Linked DNA regions of Mus musculus: region 2 is linked to region 1. Evidence: chromatin contacts called from public Hi-C data. All regions are on one chromosome and are shown on one strand. Each heading gives the region's core, a stretch centred on a gene start, on an enhancer-like site or on the middle of the called end of the contact. The rest is flanking DNA. Distances are from core to core; before and after follow the strand shown. Region 1 has its middle 130 kb from the start of Gm40340. Region 2 overlaps Gm40339 (a long non-coding RNA gene).

Region 1 (5,805 bases), core at 2,358-4,857:
AGGAGATTGAGAAGGAGGAGAAGGCTGCTGTTGAGAAGGCTGTGACCAAAGAGGCATTTCAGGACAAATGGACTGCACCAGCTCCTGAGTTCACCTTTGCTCAGCCTGAGGTGGCCACCTGGTCTGAGGGTGTACAGGTACCCTCTTGTGCCCATCCAGAAGTTCCCCACAGAAGACTGGAGTGTGCAGCCAGCCACTGAAGATTGGTCAACAGCTCTCACAGTGCAGGCCACCGAGTGGGTTGGAGCTACCACTGAGTGGTCCTGAGCCCCTCTGCAGACATCTAAGCAAAGGAAAAAAAGGTTGAAGGAAAGTAAAGTTCCTAAAAGATGAAAAACAAAACATGGTATAAGTAGCTCAAACTGCCCTCTAGCGACCCTTTCCAGTCTTTTCTCACACAAGCTTCTTTCACACCAACAATGGTTAGCAGCCGTCATGGTGCCATAATTTTGTAACACATCAATGCGTTTGCTTACCATGACATAAATCTTCACTCAACTTTAGTGATTCCCTTCTTAGAAAATCTCCTGTGTTCTTCTCTCATGAGGCAGGTTTGATTACTACCACACCAGGCAACTACCTGGTCTCTGTCAGGTCTGTGTGTCTGTGGGTGTTTTCTTTTGTTGATCTGGTTTTAGATTTGTCTTCTTGTCAAATTAAACAACATTGTGTAGCTATTTCCTCTGAGTGGAAACGGTCCTTCCTATAGGGAGGGGGAAAGCTCATACAACTTACAATGTTCAGGAAATGTGTGCAATTTATAAGCCTCAGGCAACACACACAATTTACAAGTTTCAGGAATTTCAGGAAACCTACAAAGCTCAGAAAGCTGCAAGATTCACAAGGCCTTTACCTAAGGTTGTATTAGCAGTAGCAATTGCTGACAAAGATGGCTCTTTTCCATGGAGCTTCCTGGAAATTGTTCAAGGAACTCCAAAGATACAGCTTTTGTCAGTTGTTGCAGAGCTATGCTGGGGTTGGCTTTTTGGTGTCACAACTGTCTATGCTCTTTTAAGCAAATAAATGTTCATCACTGCTCCTGTCAGTAACTCAAACAAACTCATTCCTTGGTCTGTCGTTAGTGCTCTAATAGCTGTCACTTTGCCTTATATGTAAGCCATGTAGATGTTTTCTGGTGATTGAAATATTCTTTCATGGAATGGGGGAAGCTCCTAAAACACCCAAGCAACTTATAAGAACCAGAGGCTCAGGAAACTTATCAGACTTGTTAGGCTCTTCCCCTTTCTTATACAAGAAACAACTGGTAAGTGATAGGCAGCTCTTCAGTGGTTTAGCTGCCTGCACATTGTGCAGGGATCTACATCCTAGTGTGTGTGGTTTTTTTGGTAGTGAAGGTGCTGAAGCTACCTGTGCTCTTGTAAGTAACCCCAATAAAGTCACTGGTTCACCAAGCTTCAGTTGGATGGAATTATGTCTTTGGTCTGTTGGTGGGATCAGAGAAAATCCTGATGCAGTGAGGTCCTATGTGAATGTGTGCTGGTGACATGGGAATGACCATGCCAAGGATCTCAAGAGCCTCATACTTACAGGGAAAAGGCAAAGCCTTCCCCAGGCTAGGCTCATTTCCCCAGGAAAATGGTAGAGTCTTCCTGGACTGAGTATGAATGTTGATAGTGCATGTAGGAAATGTCCATGGAGTTTTCTTCCTCTGGATATTTGCAGTCTGAAGACTGCTCCCCTGTAGAGACCTCTCCAACTGAGATTAACTAAGCCTGCCTCCTTGGTCCAGCAGTATACCAGAGACTCTGGCTCCTTATTTATCTGTAATAACCTCAATTCCTTGTTCAGCTATATGCAATAACCTACCTCTCTGTTCAATGTTAAATAAACACTGAGCTTCTGGGGGTGCTGTGGCTTCCCCATCAGAGAGACCAGTCCATATAATCCCACAATTTTTGTGTGTCCATGTGTCAGTTCATCTGTTAATTCTTAAGTTCTCTTGGCTCCTCAGTTGGGTCCATCTCTGGAGCCTTGAAAGGACTTGGTCATCTGTCTTAGCCTCTCTATCTAGTGTGAATTAATATAGTCCACCTTGGCAAAGGCTCACAACAATGTTTTAAGTTTCAATTATTCCCAAATGTTCCTAGCATCATGTCCAGTGATCAAGCTCTTTGCAAATGTTCCATTTCTAAAGATCAAGTAAAGGAAATGAATTATGGATGCTGAATGTCTTCCATTCGTCAATCCTATTCGACTCTGCTGCTGAGGCCCTGGGCTCCTAGGACGAAGAGGAATAGTCTCATTTTGCATCTCTGTCTTCAGCACTAGGTTGACATTTCTCCAAAAGTAGGTCTTTTCTCTTCACCTGCAGTGAGGTTCTTTCCCCCATTATAACACAAGGTAAAGAGAAGGCTGGGGCATGGCTACTTATAACCCCAACCAACCAACAATTTTTTCTAAAACTGTGCACTAAGGTTGGAGATTCTATTGTGATTATGCCTATGTTTGTGGACAGAAATATGGACACAATCATTGTTATAGAAGGGGTGAGTGAACTCCTGAAGACCAAAATTTGAAAAGGAGACAACACTAGGACTTGGATACCTTTTTTTTTTTTTTTTAACTATCACAAGGCCCTTCCTTCTTAGAGACAGTGGCTCTCATCTCTAGTGTTCCTTTATGTTCAGAAAGATGTAATGTTTGCCAGTAAACATCACTTCCACTTTTCTCTGAGTTGCTTGCCACTCTTCTAACTAGTTAATGGAGAAAATGAACTCACTAGCCTAGAGTGATGTCCACTCTTACTTGGTGTCTTAGGGTTCTATTGCTGAGAAGAGACACCATGACCAAGTCAACTCTTATAAAGGCAAACATTTAATTAGGCCTGGCTTACAGTTTCAGAGGTTCAGTTCACTATCATCATGGTGAGAAGCAAGGCATCATTCAGGCAGACATGGTACTGGAAGAGCCAAGAGTTCTACATTATGATATGAAGGCAACAAGGAGGAGAGAGAATGCCATCTGCAGGCACCCAGGAGGAGGGTTTCATTCCATACTGGGCAGAGCTTGAGAATAGGACCTCAAAGCCTCCCCACAGTGGCACACTTCCACCACCAAGGCCACACCTACTTTAACATTGTAACACCTCCCACTTTCTGGGCTAAGCATATTCAAACCACCACACTTGGTGAGGTAGAAGGTAAGCAAATGCCCTGAGAGGCAATAGATATAGAGGCAAAATGCCCCAGTAGAATTCATTGCCTTTACTTGCTTGGATCTGGCATTGCTTTAAAGTGGATGAGCTCATGGTTCCTGTGCCAGGCAGAGAACTCACTTCCTGGGCAACCAAACTCCTCCACCTGCAGTGCTAGAGAGTCCTAATGTGCTTGCCTGCCCAGTGGGATTTTTTTTTCACATGTCCTCAGTGTAGTTCTGCCTGGAATTTGGAATCCATATGATAAACAACAGTTGGTCATGAGTTACTGAAGCCTATTGGCTAACTATGGAACAGAATGCTTGCCAAAGGAGGCTTTTGATTGAGCCTAGGCCAATCAGGATGAAAATGGGCAAGTCAGTTGCTGTTTTGTCTCCAACTTGGCTCTGAGGTTAGGAGATCCATATCAGGCAAGCCTGCAGTGATTCTTCACACCTTGATCTGAAGGCAACCAGGAGGAGAGAGACTGCCATCTGTAGGCAGCCAGGAGGAGGGTCTTATTCCATACTGGGAAAACCTTCCAGATTCAGTTCCTGATTCCTGAGTGATGCTCACATGGCTTCTGGGTGGGAGGTGCCATCTCATGCCCTATCTTATGGTGCCATCTCATGCCCTATCTTATTGAATTCTTCCATGAAACCTGTGACAGACATGGAGCTTGGTTCTTATTTTAAAGTTTTAAAAATTAAAGTTGAGATATGAGATGATAGGACTGAAGCTGCAATTAGATTTTTTTCACTCAAATTTGAGAATACACTCTGTCAATGGCCTGCCTGCCTGCCTGCCTTCCTTCCTTCCTTCCTTCCTTCCTTCCTTCCTTCCTTCCTTCTTTCCCTTTTTTCCTTCTACCTTTTACCATCTCCTCCCACTCTCCAAGTCTCTCTTATTCCTCTATCTCTTCCTGGCAGGTATTAGAGAAATCCAGGCAGGGAAAAACCCCAGGTCCCAACCATCACCACTGTCTTTACCCTTTTCCATTTTATAGTTCTGCACTGCTGGGGTTAGAGTCCAGGGCCTTGAACATGCTGTATAAGTTCTCCACCACTGAGCCAAACCCCCAACCCATCACTGGGGGATTCTAGGCAGGTGGTTCATCAATGAACTATGCTTTCAGCATCTAGATGAGCAGGGATTTAGACATGCATGGTTGTGCCTTGTTTGTCTTATATGGGTTCTGGGGATCTGAACTCAAGGACTTTCCTGATTGAGCCAATCCTTCCGTCCTTCTTTTGCTGTCAAGAGTCAAAAGTGGGCATCTCATGAGATTAATGGCATTATGTAACTAGCCTAAAATTGGACACATTTAATTTTAAAAGACTTATTTTATTTCTTTAATGCTTCATATGGTAGAATCTGGCCATGTGGTCACCTAGCAAAACTCATGTGGCATTTAGAAGGAAGAAGTTTCCGAATGTTTATATGTATGTCTGTGGATGGGTATATGTGCATGTGAGTGTAGGTGCCCAAGGAGCCCAGCAGAGAGCATCACATTCCCTGGAGCTGGAGTTACAGGTGGTTGTGTGCCATCTGGTGTGGATACTGGGATCTAAACTTGTGTCCTCTACAAGAGCAATCCATACTCGTAGCTGCGGGACCACCTCCCTAGTCTTTGCCATATCCATTTTTAATTGGAAAATTTACATCATGGAAGGTCTAGGGTATGCAGGTACATTGACTTGTGTGTATGTGGAGGTCAGGTGAGAATCTTAGCTATTGTTCCTCCAAGTGTCATCTATTTGTTTATATTGAGGTAGGGTCTCTCACTGGCTTGGAACTTATCATGTAGCCTAGGCTGTCTAGCCAGTGAGTTCCAGGGACTCTCTCTGTGTCCCTAACACTGGGATACACATACTTCCCACCACTCTTGGCTTTTTATTTTTATATATATTCTGGACATGAACTCAGGTCCTTATGCTTACAGGGCTTGTCTTTTGATAACTTCATCGATATTGCTATCTTTGTCTTTCACGTGGCAGGATCTGGTCATGTGGTCACCTAGCAAAGCTCCTAAGCAACATTTAGAAGGAAGAAGTTTCTGGATGGCCATGTCTCTCTCATGCTGGGGAAGCCCCGTTTTCATTTGGTACCAGGTCTACCGAGATAACACAGAACTTCTGATCTACAAGATCTACAAAGATTCCAGTCTGCTCTAAGAGCCAGTGAGTGTCTTCCTTTCATATTGTTGAACTAAACAAGCATAGTGTCCAAGGCTGATTGGCTTCATGTCTTGTTTTTGGCCTGGATCCCAAGTATCTTTCATTTGGAAATAGAGCCAGCCCTTTACAGTTTAGTCAGCTCAAAATGCTAATGAGAGTATTAGCACCCCCTCACCTCCCCGGAAACGCCATCCAGAACCACCCCCCCCCACTTCCAAATCTTTAGAGAGGCCAAATCTGAACTTGTTTCATCAAGGCCAAATGTCAATCATAAGAAGAAATCTATATGAAATTTTAATTGCAGGATGTGCTGAGCAAATTTAATGAGTGAAATAAGAGAGGGGAGAATTCCCCCATTCTCGGTGCATGCATAATGTTGACTTAAATGGACTCTCTGGGGGTGCAGGGAATTGCAATTTTGGAATTTACACACCGAGAGAGCAAATCGAGTGGACCCGGAAGGTGAAGGTCATA
Region 2 (5,805 bases), core at 1,370-3,869, 140 kb before region 1:
AACAACACAATAAGAAAGACAGGGTGTTGGGGGCACAGGGCAGGGAGATAGCTCAGGATAAAGGGAAAATAAAAGGGAAACAGAAAGCCTGAGAATGACATGCTCACAGGGGTGTGACAAGAGCAGATGGACAGGTTTTATGATTTCAGGATGGTGTAAAAATGACAGGCATTCCATATAAACAGACCTTTGAATCTTGAAAGGAGCAATTGTTCCATTTGCACTTTTATATTGTTCATTGCAGGGACAGAACCTCATGCCTTATGCAGGTCAGGTCAGTACTCTACCACTGAGCCATGCCCCAGCCATGCCCCACGCTCCCTTGGGGATTCTAGGCAGGGCTTTACCACTGAGCCACACCCCTCAGCCCCTCACTGGGAGGTTCTAGGCAGGTGCTCTACACTGAGCCACGCCCCCCTCATTTGTCACCTTTTAATTTCCCCAGCTCCTATATTCTTATTTCTAGACAACCACTAATCTACGTTCTGTCTGTGAATTTTCCCACTTGGGGACATCTCATTTAAGTGGAGAGATGTACTATGTGGCTTTTATGTCTAGCTTGTCTCTCCAAGGACAGCGTTTATTTCAAGATGCATCTATTTTGTTGCATTCATCATAATTTCATCCTTTCAAAGGCAGAGTAATATTCCACTACACAAGTCTATCACCTTGCATTGAGTAATGCATCCATTATGTACTACTCTCTTAGTTTCATTTCTTGTTGCTGTGAAAGAGGGATTATTTGGTTTCTGATTCCAGGTCATAGATGGCTGTCACTGTGGAGAAGTCAATGCCGCAGGAACTTGAAGCAGCCTCTCACATCTGCAGTCAAGAGCTGGAAGTGGGAGGTGAGATGTCTCAGTGGGCAGAGGAGCTTGCGGCCAAGATTGATGACCTGAGTTCACGCCCATGGTGAAAAGAGAGAACTGACTCTTGAAAGTTGTCCTCTGGCTTCTATAGGCCTCCACTCCTTCCAAAATATATGGAATAAAAATATAGAATCTAGGGGTGGGGTGCTGAACAGATGGCTCAGTGGTTAAGATTACTGGCTGCTCTTCCAGAGGTCCTGAGTTCAATTCCCAGCAACCACATGGTGGCTCACAACCATCTGTAATGTGGTCTGATGCCCTCTTCTGGCATGCAGGTGTACATGCAGATAAAGCACTCATATATAAAAATAAATAAACCTTTTAAAAAAGGACAAAAGTATAGAATTCTGAGAAAGAGCCAAGAGAAAATGAATATAGGCTTGTGCTTTGCTCTCTTTCTTTTTGCCTGTCTTTCTCTGTCTGTCTGTCTGTCTGTCTTTATCTCTGTCTCTCTCTCTTGTGCCATCTTACATAGGATCCCCTGATAGACAATGATGCCTGTGTGTGGATGAAAATGGGATCAGCCAGCTCCCCACTCTTGCTGCCCCGATGGGCTCTCTCCTGATCATAAGCTAAAACAAACACCTTTCCCTTAAGTTGCTTTTGATCATGGTATTTTATCAAGCAACAGAAAAGCAATTGATATACACAAAAAAGAAAAGAGAAGGAAAGAATGACTCTCCACAGCCTCCTCTTTCCCCCCAACTGCCAGTAAGGGGTGGGGCCTGGAAAGCCCCTCTCCTATCTTTGTCAGAATTTTGCCTGGCTCAGTCTTGTGCAGGTGACATGGCTGCTGTGCATCCACGACTTCAGCAGCCATGTCAGGTACAGAAGTTTGCATCATACAACTTGACTCTCTCCTCTGGTGCTTACGTCTTAGCAAAATAACAAATCATGAGGGTCTATGGCTTCCTCAGCCACAGACTTTTGATCAGGACTATAATACCAGGAATAGAATTCCCTTCTGTGAATCAGGCCACAAGTCCAATCAGAACGTGTGTAGCCACCCCATTACAGCCATGCCAACTATTTCACTGGTGGACACATCTCATCTGGGAGGTTGATATTGCAGCATTTAGGGTCTAGCACCGGCTAAGGTCATTGATGGCTTTTCTCCCCAGAAGCTGCATAGCCTCTCCTGGCACTGTGACAGTTGGATGCTGTCACCCATTTTCCACACAGCACATCCTTCCTGTCGCTGCATTTACAAATCATTTCCTCATTACGTTTGTCTGACAAGGGCAATCAATGCTTAGCTTGGTCTCTCCACTCTTAGATAGGTCTAGGGAATGGTGCTGCCCACAGTGTGCTCGGTCTTCCCACATCAATGAACTGTCAAGACAATGCCCTACAGCCAACCCAATGTAGCCTGTCCTTCACTGAGACTCTCATCCCAGGTGATTCTAGGTTGGGTCACGTTGGCTTGTGAGCATGAGGACCCAAGTGTGCTCTCTACAGATCATGTTGAAAAAAAAATCCAGGTGTGGTGGCACTTGCTCTATACTCATGCCTGAGTGGCTCGGAGCCAGAGTTGGAGCAGCGGTTTGTGTGTCCAGGATGAACAAGAAGGCGCTCAGCATCTCTGTTGTAAACAAGAGGCGAGAGGCTGATAGATGGCCTGAGCTGATTCTCCATTGCTGCTTCCTTGCTGTTTTGAGGCTCTTCCCTGCTGAGTCCTTCTGTCTGATGTTACATCTCACTGAAGACACACAGAGCAACAGCTGACACTGTCAGCAGGGTAACTGCCTCTCAGCTTGCTCTCAGTGGTACCTGCCAGTGCTGATGACATGTGAGCCCTAGCTGTGACATTGATCCCTCTTCCATCCTGAATGGAGACAGGAGCTTGGGAGCCTTTCCTTTCCTGAGACATGGTGGAGCGGCAGGATTTCATACAGGGCTCATTTTAGTTTCATTGGTAATAGCCAGGAAGAAAAAAAAAAGGCAAAATTTCTTGTGTGTTTATTTATTTACATCCCAAATGTTGTCCCCCCTCTGGGTCCCCCCTCACAGAGTCCCTACCCCCAAACCCTCTTCTCTGAGCTGGAAGCCCCCCACCCTGGTGAATCATGTCTCTGCAGGACTAAGTGCATCCTCTCCCACTGAGGCCAGACAAGGCAGCCCTGTTGGAGAATAGATAACACAGTCAGGCTACAGCTTCAGGGAGAGGCTCTGCTGCAGTTGTTGGGGACCCACATGGAGGCTGAGCTACGCATATGCTATATATGTGCCTGGGGCCTTGGTCCAGCCGTGTATATTCTTTTGTTGGTGGCTCAGTCTCTGAGAGCTCCCAGTGGTCCAGGAAAGTTGACTCTATTGGTCTTCCTATGGAGTTCATGTCCCCTTAGGGGCCTCCATTCCTTTCCCCAAGTTTCCCATAAGAGTCCCTGAGGTCCACCCAGTGTTTGGCTGTGAGTCTCTGTGTCTGTTTCAGTCAGTGGAACTACAATGCCATTAGAATGTCAGATGTCAGGGTTTTTAATTTTCTGTCTCATTTGTCTTCTCCTTCATCTCCTCTTCTTTTCCCTCTCTCTCCTTCTCCCCTCTCTCCCCCCTCCTCCTTCCTTTCCTTCTCCTTCTTCTTGAGATAAGGTTTCCTTCTGTTGGTGTGTTCCTAGCCCCTTCAGGGTCTTCAATCCTTCCCCTAACTCTTCTGTAAGAATCCCCGATCTCCATCCAATTTTTGGCTCAGAGTCAAAAAAGGAAGCCCAAGAATAGCCTCAAACTCATTATGTAGCCAAAGTTAAGGAAGAACTTGAACCATCCTCCTGTCTCCACTTCTTGATCACTGGGATTATAGGTGTGTACCACCACACCTGGTGTGTGCTGCTGGGGATGGAAGCTGGGGATTTATGCCTGTCAGGCAAATGCTCTACCTACTGGGTTATGTCTTTAGCCATCTAGTCTCTCCCACTCCCTCACTTTATAAGACAGGGTTTCTCTGGGATTTCTCCATGTAGATCTGGCAATGAACTTGCTCTATAGACCCAGTTGGTCTGGAAACTCAGAGATCCACCTGCCTCTGCTTCCTAAGTGCTGGAATTAAAGGTGTGACCATCACTGCCCGGCTATCTAATCCCTTTCTTAGAAGAGGGATAGTCTGACTGTGAGTGGTGGTACATTCCTTTAATCCCAGCACTTGAGAGGCCAAAGCTGAGGATCTCTGTGAGTTCAAGGCCAGCCTGGTCTATATAGCAAGTTCCAGGCCAGCTAGAGATACATTGTGACAAGAAACAACTTTAAAAAAAGGAGCTCACAGATCAAGATATTGTCTGCCATGTCAGGGAAGCTCAAATAACAGGAGAAGGAGGCACTGGCCCCATGGCACACATGGCCAGGACACATGAATGTATGAACTCCACTCATACATTGGTGCCTTGCCAATAGAATCTGCCTGCCTGCAATTAACATACGTGTTTCTTGAGGTTGGTGAGACGAGATGGCTCAGGGGTTAAAAGCACTTTCTGTTCTTGCAGAGGACCTGAGTTTGGTTCTTGGGACCCACATGATGGCACACAACTTCCTGTGGCCCCAGTTCCAGGGACATCTGATACCCTCTTCTGGCCTCTGTGGGTACTGCACTCATCTGCAGCTATGATGTCCTCCCCTGTAATTAAAAAATAAATTTCAAAAGGATCTTTCCATATCAATCAAGATAATACCCTGTAGTTGAGCGTGGTTGCAAGTGCCTTTAGTTCTAGCACTTGGGAGGTGGGGGCACGTGAATCTTTGAGTTTGAGGCCAGCCTGGTCTACAGAGTGAGTTCCAGGATAGCCAGGGCTACACGGAGAAACTCTAGCAAGCAAGCAGGCAAGCAAGCAAGCAAGCAAGCAAGCAAGCAAGAGATGATACACACAGGCACGCCCAGAGCCCTATCTCCCAGATGATTCTAGAACCTGTTAAGTTTGACAACTAGCACTGAACATCACGGTGACCAGACCTCACCCTTGTTGAGCACACACTCACCATGCATGGTCTTAAGCCCAGCTAGGCCTCTCTTGTGGCTTTGACTGGGCCTTGGCAAATACTTAATGACCAGAATGCTTCTTTATGAGGGGCTCTGGGGCTCATTTGTGCACTAGTCGGGCCTGATGTTTTGTAAGGACTCAGGAAAGGGGATACATGGGGCAGGAGAGCAGGAGTGGGCTACCCAGCTTGCCCTTGTGATCTAATTGTTTGCTCGATGCCCTGCCTCCCAGTGGTTCATTCCAGTTCCTTCTCACAACTTCTGTGCTTCAGGCTGGCTGGGAACTCACCGTCCTCTTACAGTCTCAGATTCCTGGGTGCTGGAGTCATGGGAATGAGCCCTTACTATGCCCATGGTTCTCAAGCTAACCTTCTTCCCTCCCTCCCTCCCTCCCTTCCTTCCTCAATTTCTTTTATTCTAAAGATTTATTTTTAAGGTTCTAAAAATGTGCCTTTGTGTATATGGTCTCCAGCTGGTGGAATTATCTGGGGGAGGGAAGGGAGGTGTGGCCTTTTTGGAGGGGTGTGTCACTGCGGACCAGCTTTGAGGTTTCAAATAAGATTTGTAGCGTTCACAGTATGCCCCTCTCTGCCTCCTCCTGATGAATTGAGATGTGAGCTCTCAGCTCTTCCTGCCCCCACGTTTTTGCGACCCTTTGAAACCATAAGCTCAAATCAATTGCTTTCTTTTATAAGTTGCATTGATCATAGTGTTTCATCACAGCAAGAGAGGGAACGAAGGCTAAGCATGGTGGCACCTACCTTTAATCCCAGCACTTGGGAGGCAGAGGCAGGCGGATTTCTGAGTTTGAGTCCAGCCTGGTCTACAGAGTGAGTTCCAGGACAGCCAGGGCTATACAGAGAAACCTGTCTGGAAAAATAAAAGTGAACACAAACAAGCAAACAAGAACAATGAAAGAAAGACAATGACTACATGTGGGTGTGGGTGTGGCACAACATGTGCACATAGAGG

What was found. Hi-C and Micro-C count contacts between places; a contact is called where the count stands out from the background.
Region 2: a Hi-C map of cerebellar granule neurons shows a contact between it and region 1, with 2.4 times the contacts expected there. The contact joins two enhancer-like sites. A contact is called at or near these places in 29 of 484 Hi-C or Micro-C datasets (the HL-1 cell line, cerebellar granule neurons, cerebellum and 8 more), 1 of 115 datasets of contacts at active chromatin or transcription factors (epiblast stem cells) and 1 of 9 other capture datasets (embryonic stem cells).

Annotation. Positions count from the first base shown.
Region 1 is chr5:133,913,618-133,919,422 of GRCm38.p6, reverse strand. It overlaps the pseudogene Gm2404. Among named protein-coding and RNA genes, the nearest start is that of Gm40340, 130 kb to the left of the region's middle. Within about 2 kb of position 3,607, at least 4 of the 459 cell types and tissues checked have an H3K27ac peak or open chromatin away from gene starts, as enhancers often do. A contact at or near this core is called in cerebellar granule neurons and cerebellum, where this site is marked.
Region 2 is chr5:134,051,430-134,057,234 of GRCm38.p6, reverse strand. It overlaps Gm40339 (a long non-coding RNA gene), which reads left to right. Exons shown (of 6, transcript XR_868578.3): 5 at 760-848. Gm40340 (a long non-coding RNA gene) reads right to left here. Exons shown (of 3, transcript XR_868579.2): 2 at 4,280-4,473; 3 at 2,918-2,989. Among named protein-coding and RNA genes, the nearest start is that of Gm40340, 3.5 kb to the right of the region's middle. Within about 2 kb of position 2,619, at least 4 of the 459 cell types and tissues checked have an H3K27ac peak or open chromatin away from gene starts, as enhancers often do. A contact at or near this core is called in cerebellar granule neurons and cerebellum, where this site is marked.